2 separate regions of the Anser cygnoides genome follow, and region 2 is linked to region 1. The links are chromatin contacts, called in public Hi-C maps. All regions are on one chromosome and are shown on one strand. Each heading gives the region's core, a stretch centred on a gene start, on an enhancer-like site or on the middle of the called end of the contact. The rest is flanking DNA. Distances are from core to core; before and after follow the strand shown.

Region 1 (3,899 bases), core at 693-3,192:
ATGTCACAGATCTTGCTCCCTGCTGAATTCCACCTCAAGGCGGAAAACCAAGCAACTCCTAGTATCTGGCATCACATCACAGCCAAGCAACAAATGAAGGCTGGTCACTGGAAGTCACAATTCCAGTACAGGGAAGCAGGGGTATGCTGGTCACCTGTGGATTTAGTTGCACTGCAAACCAGATATAGCTGTCACACAGCTGCATGAATGGCATTTAGTGTCAAACAGCACTGAAACTCTTAGTTTTAGCATCAGGGATGCAAGCAAGTGGTTAAAAAAAAAGTCCATTCCCTGCAGTTTCTGGTAGCTCAACTCCATTGCCGTTCCTTACTCAGCACAGTGTTGGAGGTTTGATGGCTCCATTTTCAGGGGAATGAAAGCACAAATGAAAAGCTGAATGTCTGCATAGGACACTGGTATTGCTGTCTTCTCCTACAACTGCTATTTATTACAGGTTACGCTGCATAGAAGTATATAGTTTAACAGACCATAAGTACTGCTAAGCAGCACTGGCATTTACCCCCAGTAAAGCACATTCATAACCACAAACTAAAAAATTCATCCCCATATTGAGTCAGTCCCTGACATCTTTTGGATACAGCTTTACACACAGCAAAAGTATTTTTTCACATGAGAAGCCTACCTATTTGCTAAACACACACCTGAAGACAATGAACTCTAGCCACTGAACTGTCTGAAAATTCAGATAGCCAAGCAAGGAGGAAATAAAAGTCCAGTTCCAGAAGACTCCAGAAAGAAACCAGGTACAGGTCTCTGCTTCTTTTCAATAAATACTACAAAACTGCTATAGAGGAACTGATGTCAAGAAACTTTGTCACAAGGCACCATGATTAAGCAAAAATCACTTATTCCTTCCTAACACTCAAGCCTTTGGCAATTTGTTGCGGGGATTTCTTTGTTTTAAACAACTATTCGATAATGTATCTTTATGGTTAGTATTTTGTATGCTGAGACTTCCTTACAAGAAGCCTCCTAAGTAGCTAGGAATAGCAGGCAAAAAGGCCAGTGGCGGATAAATATTTCTATATATTTGGTTCTGAACATCCAGTTCATTGGGATGAACAGACTCTCCTCCTCCCCAGTGTGGAAAAAAAATCTTAATTCTTGTCACTTTTAAGCAGATTCCTGTGCAGAATTTTCTTTAGAGGCTTTCTTGGCTCTGTGGGAAGAAAAAAAACAATACAGACAAGGTGAAGAGAAAGACATAAGACACTTGTTCAATTTTTGTCTTGTTTTGAGACTTAAGATCCAAAAACAATACTCAACAGGAAAATAAGTTATGTGGTTGGGCCGTTCCTGGCCGCCACTGAATTTTACAGGTGTGTCAGACAAACACACATGCACACACACACACAGAGCTCCCAAGGCCTCGCCAGGTCATTGCCCTGGAGTGAAGGTCAGCACATGTGCCTTTTTATGCAGAAAAAAAGATCTAAGTCTACAAGTATCCCCATGAGACCTTTCACTGATAGCAACTGCACTAAAATAAATATAACCGCTTCTCCAGCTCAAACTTTAGTGGATAAAGTCCAAGTAAAATTGTCCTCACATTTAAAGTTTACTCTGGGTCAGAAAAGTTACTAATCAGGAAAAAAATATGCATTAAACACGCAGATGTAATCTTGCTATAAATTTGAGGTGCGAATCTCAGGAAGTCACTAATCCAGAGGAAAGTAGTGTGCCAGTGAGAGTACCTCCATGTGCCTGCCCTGTTTCTGTCTATACCAGCCTCCAGACCCACGTCTAGCCTAAGGAAGGGCTCTGGACTGACTCAGCATGGGTGCTTGGATGTCCTTGCATTAAGGGTGAACATAGAACTCCTTCAGACAGAAGAAAGCTTTCCTCTGTGTTAGTGCCCTCTAAAACCAGAGGGTTTGTTAGTAAACCCTCTTTAACAGTAAGATTTATACTTCACCACCACCACAGTGTGAGAGGGACTTGCACTTGCTTTGCAGGTGTGGTAACAACCACATGAGGAGATGGTTAGCAGAGAACAGTCTGGGGCTTTTAAGCTACAAAAGCTCCTACAAGCAAACCTCAAATTAGACTGAGTTGCGATGTTTCTGCATTGTTTAGAATATTAGTGCAGAATCAATCAAATCTCGAAGTTTTATGAAACCCATTCATGTTTCCACAACCTTAAGACAATGGTGCGTGCTCTTACCCTCCCCTTTTCCTGTTGACAGGCTGCTCCAGGCATTTCACAAATATTGCTGCCTCTTCTCCTTTACCAAGACGTGAGGTGCCATCTCGAGAACAGAACACCACCCTGTGAAATAGATGTTGGACATTTAGATGACTGAGCCAGACATCTTCTTTTAACTGCAGGAACAGGATGCTGGGAAGCAGTGTTCACACTGCCACGTGGGGCACTACTGCTTTACCAGCCTGGGAAAATCACTGGCAGAAAATTATTTTAAAAAATATAAAGAAAAAATTCCGTAAGAAAAGAATCACCGTGTAAGAAAAACTGGTAAATGCAGGATGTATGGACCTCAAACTTTTGTTAGCCCTTTGCATAAAACCTTGTTGTGGCTGAGAGAGCAGAGGCTCTACCTCGAAGTCTCTTGGTTCTGTATTTACACTAGTCGTGTGACTTTTCCTTTAGGTTAATGATCTTGGAAGAAAGCCTTGCTCCCTTGAATATTTGCAAACAGAGTAGGTTGCCAATTCCAGCAAACCTGAGTGGTTGCTTTTCTACTTATCAGTACTTTCCCAACCCCTATATTTGTTCAGCTCTGATAACTGTTTTTTTGATAAAGTGACTGCCTTGTTTATTTAAAGGAGGAACATACTATTCACAACACTGTACACAGGACATGCACATTCTCTGTTCCAGACCCATTTTCTGCTAACAGATCTCACGTCTAATGAATCTAAATACTTCAAAAGATTCAGGGGAAAGCAGTACTGCTCAGATTAACTGCTGTTTTAGCATTCATGTATTAGCAACATCTGCAGCATTCATGTGTTTCATTTCCCACCCACCATTAAGATACGTCCTACTCTTCAGAAAATCCAGCTTAACGAAGCAATCATTTCCAGTGTGAATGCATTTTTTGGAAATGTTTCTGAAAAGTTTACTTTTAAGCAGGCTCTTTGCATGAAAACCTGTGCATGTGTCCAGCAAGAGAAAGGAGAAATTGCAAATACAATCAGAGCTTCTCGTTGAGATCCTCTCTTGCATATTATAACCAACCTGAGGCAAATGAGACAGTGGGATGCAAATGAATTCTGTGGGAGTGAAATTACAGATTGCAGATCCCAGTGGAGGCAAACAGCTGAACATGGCTGAAATAAATGCAGGTTTGGTGCTACTGGAGCCCTGACTATCAGTGTTGCACTCATTTACAACTGCTTTCCATGTTTTGTCCCGCCCCGTGAGATACCATGATTAGAGTAACACTGGCAATTAAAACTAAGATACTTTATGACAATGAAAACAAGTTACTTTTTCTGAGTTTCGCCTGACTTCACTCTGACTCTCTGGATGTTGAATGTAAAAGGAGTCCACCAGTCTGACCAGCTGAAGAAGCTGTCTTTTTCCCACTGCAGCTTTAGCATAAGCAGGTCACCAATGTCCACTTCTGTGTAAATCAGGAAAGAGAAGGTCTTGTTTGAGGAGACTTCAGGCCTGTGGGGAGTCAGGAAAGAAAAAAAAAAAGCTGTTGGGAAGGTCTTAAGAGCCAAAAAGACTAATCAGTAGTCCTAAGTGAACTCTGGAAAGATTAGAAGGATAGGGGCTTTCTAACCTAAAGGATAGAAAACTAGAGAAAGAAGGGGAAACAGTGTCAAGATTTTATGTACTTCAAAGAGGGAGAAAGCAAACTGTCCTCCATAGATCTGATGGATGGAACAAGGAGTGAAAAAAATAAAAT
Region 2 (3,899 bases), core at 657-3,156, 320 kb after region 1:
TCCTGGGTCCTAACGTTCAGTTTCCACTTTGTTAGAGGGGAAGGGGTGGAATAAATTGTCAGCATCCACATTTCTTTGACAGGAGGCATATTATGTTGCTTTCTCTTTCTTACACTCTTTCCTATTATTTTTCACATATATGATGCTTTCTATGATGTTTTCAAACCTTGCTCTTTCTCTACCGGTCTGCAGTATTATACCTGAGTTTACTATGTACAATGTATTTTATGTATGTGAAAAACTTGCATTTTTTTGTTTCTCTTTGTTATTCCTACAGAGAGCTTTGCCCAGCTCCAGGTCTGCATTTCTCTAACTTACCACTGGGGATCTGGGGCCAGAACCAACCTGTGTCCTAGCTCTTGCCACTCCATGCCCATGCTCTTCCATACAGCATCCTGTGTCTTCTGCTGTCATACCAGGCCTGTTATTCCTCTACACTACATCAGTGCATTAGAGTCGTGTCTTGATCTAAACTGAATAACTACTTACTACTACTGATATAAAAATCATGGCTGTGCCATTCAATGATACGCAAAACTAAAAAAATCAGACATGGCTGCATGGTCATTAGAACAAATGACACTACAGCTAAATAAAGTAAAAACAAAACTCCAATCAGTCAAGAAAATTTCCAGCAAAGCAAGCCTGCTGTAGTTCTGAGGCCTGGCAAACTCTGTACAAAACCTGTGATTTTTTTGACCACTACTGCATTACTAGGCTATAAGTCTACAAAATCTGCCCCAGCTGTGAAGTTCACTCATGAGACTGTTCTCTCCACATTCAGGATGTATTAGAAGAAGCATTCCCAGTCACCTATGAAAAATAAAAGCAAGTTTTTAGCACTAATCTGCCAGCATCAATTATATGTCAAAGAAGGTGCAGTCCCCATGAAAGGGAGAGTTTGAAGACCTTCCTGTAAGTCATTCCAACCCTATCCCCAAAGCAAATAGGAGGCTTGCAGTGAGTCTCAAGCTCTGGACCCAGCTCTGCTGCAACAGTACCATGTGTCAGACATGCCTTAGAGTAACACCCATGCTTCTAAAAACATGCAGAATTATGCAGAGAGAGGTGACATCTGCTCCTGCCTATGAAAATGAGGGATTTCTAAGATTTCATATTGGTTGGCCAGAAATAGAAAATTTCTGAGTAATAAAAATTATGATTCAGTATTTTTAAATCAAATGGCTAGAAATCCATAATAATCCATAATTCAGCATAAATACCAGAAAAAGGTCCAAAGCAGTTTTGGTGCAGATTTCCAAATTCATAGCTGAAGAGGGAGTGGCACACACTTAACCCCAAATGTTAAATATGTAAACTCTGAATACATGGACACTTTGGCATTCTGCAGAGTAGTATGCCTGAAACAACAATCTAAATTAATGCTACTTTATAGCTCCTTTAGGAAAAAGAACAAACAAAAAATATCACAACTTTCACAAAATCCAACATCTTCTGCATATGTAGTTTAGTATTAATATTACTACATGAATAATTAAGCATCAAGCATAACATGAAGTTCTTTTGGACCTTTTGATTTACATAATAGATAAATATGAACAAAACATTTTATAAATACAGACAAAACTTAGTTAGTAAACATTTCTGCTTTTAAGCTTTGATTTTTGGCTACTAGTCATTAATATTTCCATAATGAATTTCATTCTTTAACTTATTAAATTTGGAGACTTTGGTCTGTCTCTAAAAAGCAAACTGATAGTCTGAGTGTATGCCAAAGTCTAATAGGTGTCTTTTACTAGGCATAGATCAGTACAAATACTGTCTGATTCTTCTTTTGCATTTAATAATGCCTATCATCTATCACTTGTTCAGCTTCAGAAGTACTGCATATTCAAATTGCTTTAATATCTCTAAATTAAAGTCTGATCATGAATACACATAGAGCAAATAGCAAATTCACAGCTTTATAAAAGTAATATTAGCTGGGGAGAAAAAATATTTTACCCATAAATAACCATAAATTTTTAATAACTAAATACAGTACAGGAGCTGATATATTCTGATAGAAATTTTTGGTTTTGATAAAGTGACTTTTTCGCCACAGAGTTTCTGCTAAATTATTTGATCAGCACTGTTAAGAGACAATCCAGTAATTACAGAAACATGCAATTATCTTTAATCACCTGATCTGTCCATTTTACTGAGATAAGTGAGATCAGCTCAATGTTAATTTTTGTCCACTTGTCAAATAAAAATGATTCTCCAAGCAATCCATGAGATAATGGTGGTTAATAATTAAAAAAAAAAAAAAAAAAAAGCATCCCCCTTTCTTTCGTAATAGGTTTGGGTCTCCTTTTTTACGTTTAAATCCAAGTTTGTGTACTCTTCCCATGGACAAGTATGTCTTGAGAGGATCACTTTGTTAAAACCTTTAGGTTTCATCACTCCTACACATGCCATTTTAAAAAGTTGAATTGATTTTACATTAATTCCTTGTTAAAAAGGGGAAAAAAAAAAAAAGTTGGGTCCCATCTACCCACAAAGGCTTTAAGCAAAGGGTGACCAACTCATGTTCTTGAGCAGATGATGCATTCCAGGTGCCGTTCTGGTGCCAGACAGTAATATTTTGTACAGGTGGGGATTGATGGGTAATCCAGACCCTACACGAAGGAGGAAAGGAGCCAAGAAGTGGCTCTCAGGGTGTCTTGGGTTGCCCTGAGGTCCATAGGCTAACCAGTCCTAACTCCACCTATAGTGGTGTGTAATCAAGCCCTGGTGATCAGTATTATCTCCTGCCTGTGAACAGCCCTGGAAAACCCTACCTCCTTGATCGTCCATGCGTGTAGTGCATTGCTTGTGGTTATCTGCCACGTGAAGACTTTGGTATATGTCTCACTGCCAGGAGGTTGGGTTACCCTTACTTTGACCCCTGCATTAATGTGAGTGATTGCAATATTTTTCTATATATATACAGTCTGTTCACATGGGGAGGTCTGTTCATCCAGGAACTGTCCCTTTGTTTCCTCGTTCTATAAAAACATCTGGAACAACTGTCTGATGGCACACATCAACACTGAATTACTTAGCTCCCTTGTTCATTCCTTGTTCTGCTTGCTTCCATAATCTCCATTAAATAAATAAATAAACAAATACCAATTGCATAGCTTATGTAATCCTCTGTTGTTTTTTGTTGTTGTTGTTGTTTGTTTTTGGGGGAGCAGGGGTGAGGGGATTGTTGTTGGATAGCAAACTAATTCCCTCTCATATAAGACCTAAGTGTAATTTTGGAAGCGGCTAACTCCAGTCAAAAGGCAATCTGGATAAAACAGCATCTCAGGTCTGCCATATATAATCTTTTCAGTCATATCCCAGAAGGTTTTGCACCCTCGAAACACCCCTGCACGCCCTCAGGCCACAGCCATTTCAGTTTCAGGCTAAAAACCATCAAGCTGCTATGCTGAACTCCCCCACCCCCAGCCATCACAGAAAACAGTAGCTGCCTCATGGCCACAGGGCATCACTACACCAAACACTTACGTGGTGTGGATGTGACCACCTAGGTCTTGAGTCACCAACAGCTGCGTACTTAACTCTGCATCACTTGAGCTGAAGAGAAAGAGCTGGATGCAGCTAGGCAGGATATACATCCAAGAACACTTCCCATTATCAATTAACTTGTCACTTCATAAAGTCTGTTTTAGTACAGAACTTCAGCAGCGACCTCAAATGTGTTTATAATAAAGCCAGGTCTGTACCACTGACAGCACACACTGCAGTAATGTTATTTTGTACTAATCTGCTTCAGGTCCTACAGGAGGAATTGGTTCTGCAGGGATTTACAGAAAACAGCTGAAGTATTAGGGAGAATAAGCTGGTCTCCAAGCTTAATGGTTATATGAGTGTTTAAAAAAGCATATTTACATGAAGGTGAAAGAGTG

What was found. A called contact is a pair of places that touch in the nucleus more often than the background predicts.
Region 2: a contact with region 1 is called in a Hi-C map of liver, with 2.8 times the contacts expected there. The contact joins two enhancer-like sites. A contact is called at or near these places in 2 of 7 Hi-C or Micro-C datasets (both in liver).

What each region holds. Positions count from the first base shown.
Region 1 is chrZ:32,944,314-32,948,212 of Taihu_goose_T2T_genome, forward strand. It overlaps LPL (lipoprotein lipase), which reads right to left. Exons shown (of 10, transcript XM_048051490.2): 8 at 3,473-3,655; 9 at 2,186-2,290; 10 at 1-1,180. The coding sequence ends at 1,135. Among named protein-coding and RNA genes, the nearest start is that of LPL, 14 kb to the right of the region's middle. Within about 2 kb of position 1,943, at least 2 of the 3 cell types and tissues checked have open chromatin away from gene starts, as enhancers often do. A contact at or near this core is called in liver, where this site is marked.
Region 2 is chrZ:33,260,370-33,264,268 of Taihu_goose_T2T_genome, forward strand. No RefSeq gene overlaps it. Among named protein-coding and RNA genes, the nearest start is that of ABCA1, 36 kb to the left of the region's middle. Within about 2 kb of position 1,907, at least 1 of the 3 cell types and tissues checked has open chromatin away from gene starts, as enhancers often do. A contact at or near this core is called in liver, where this site is marked.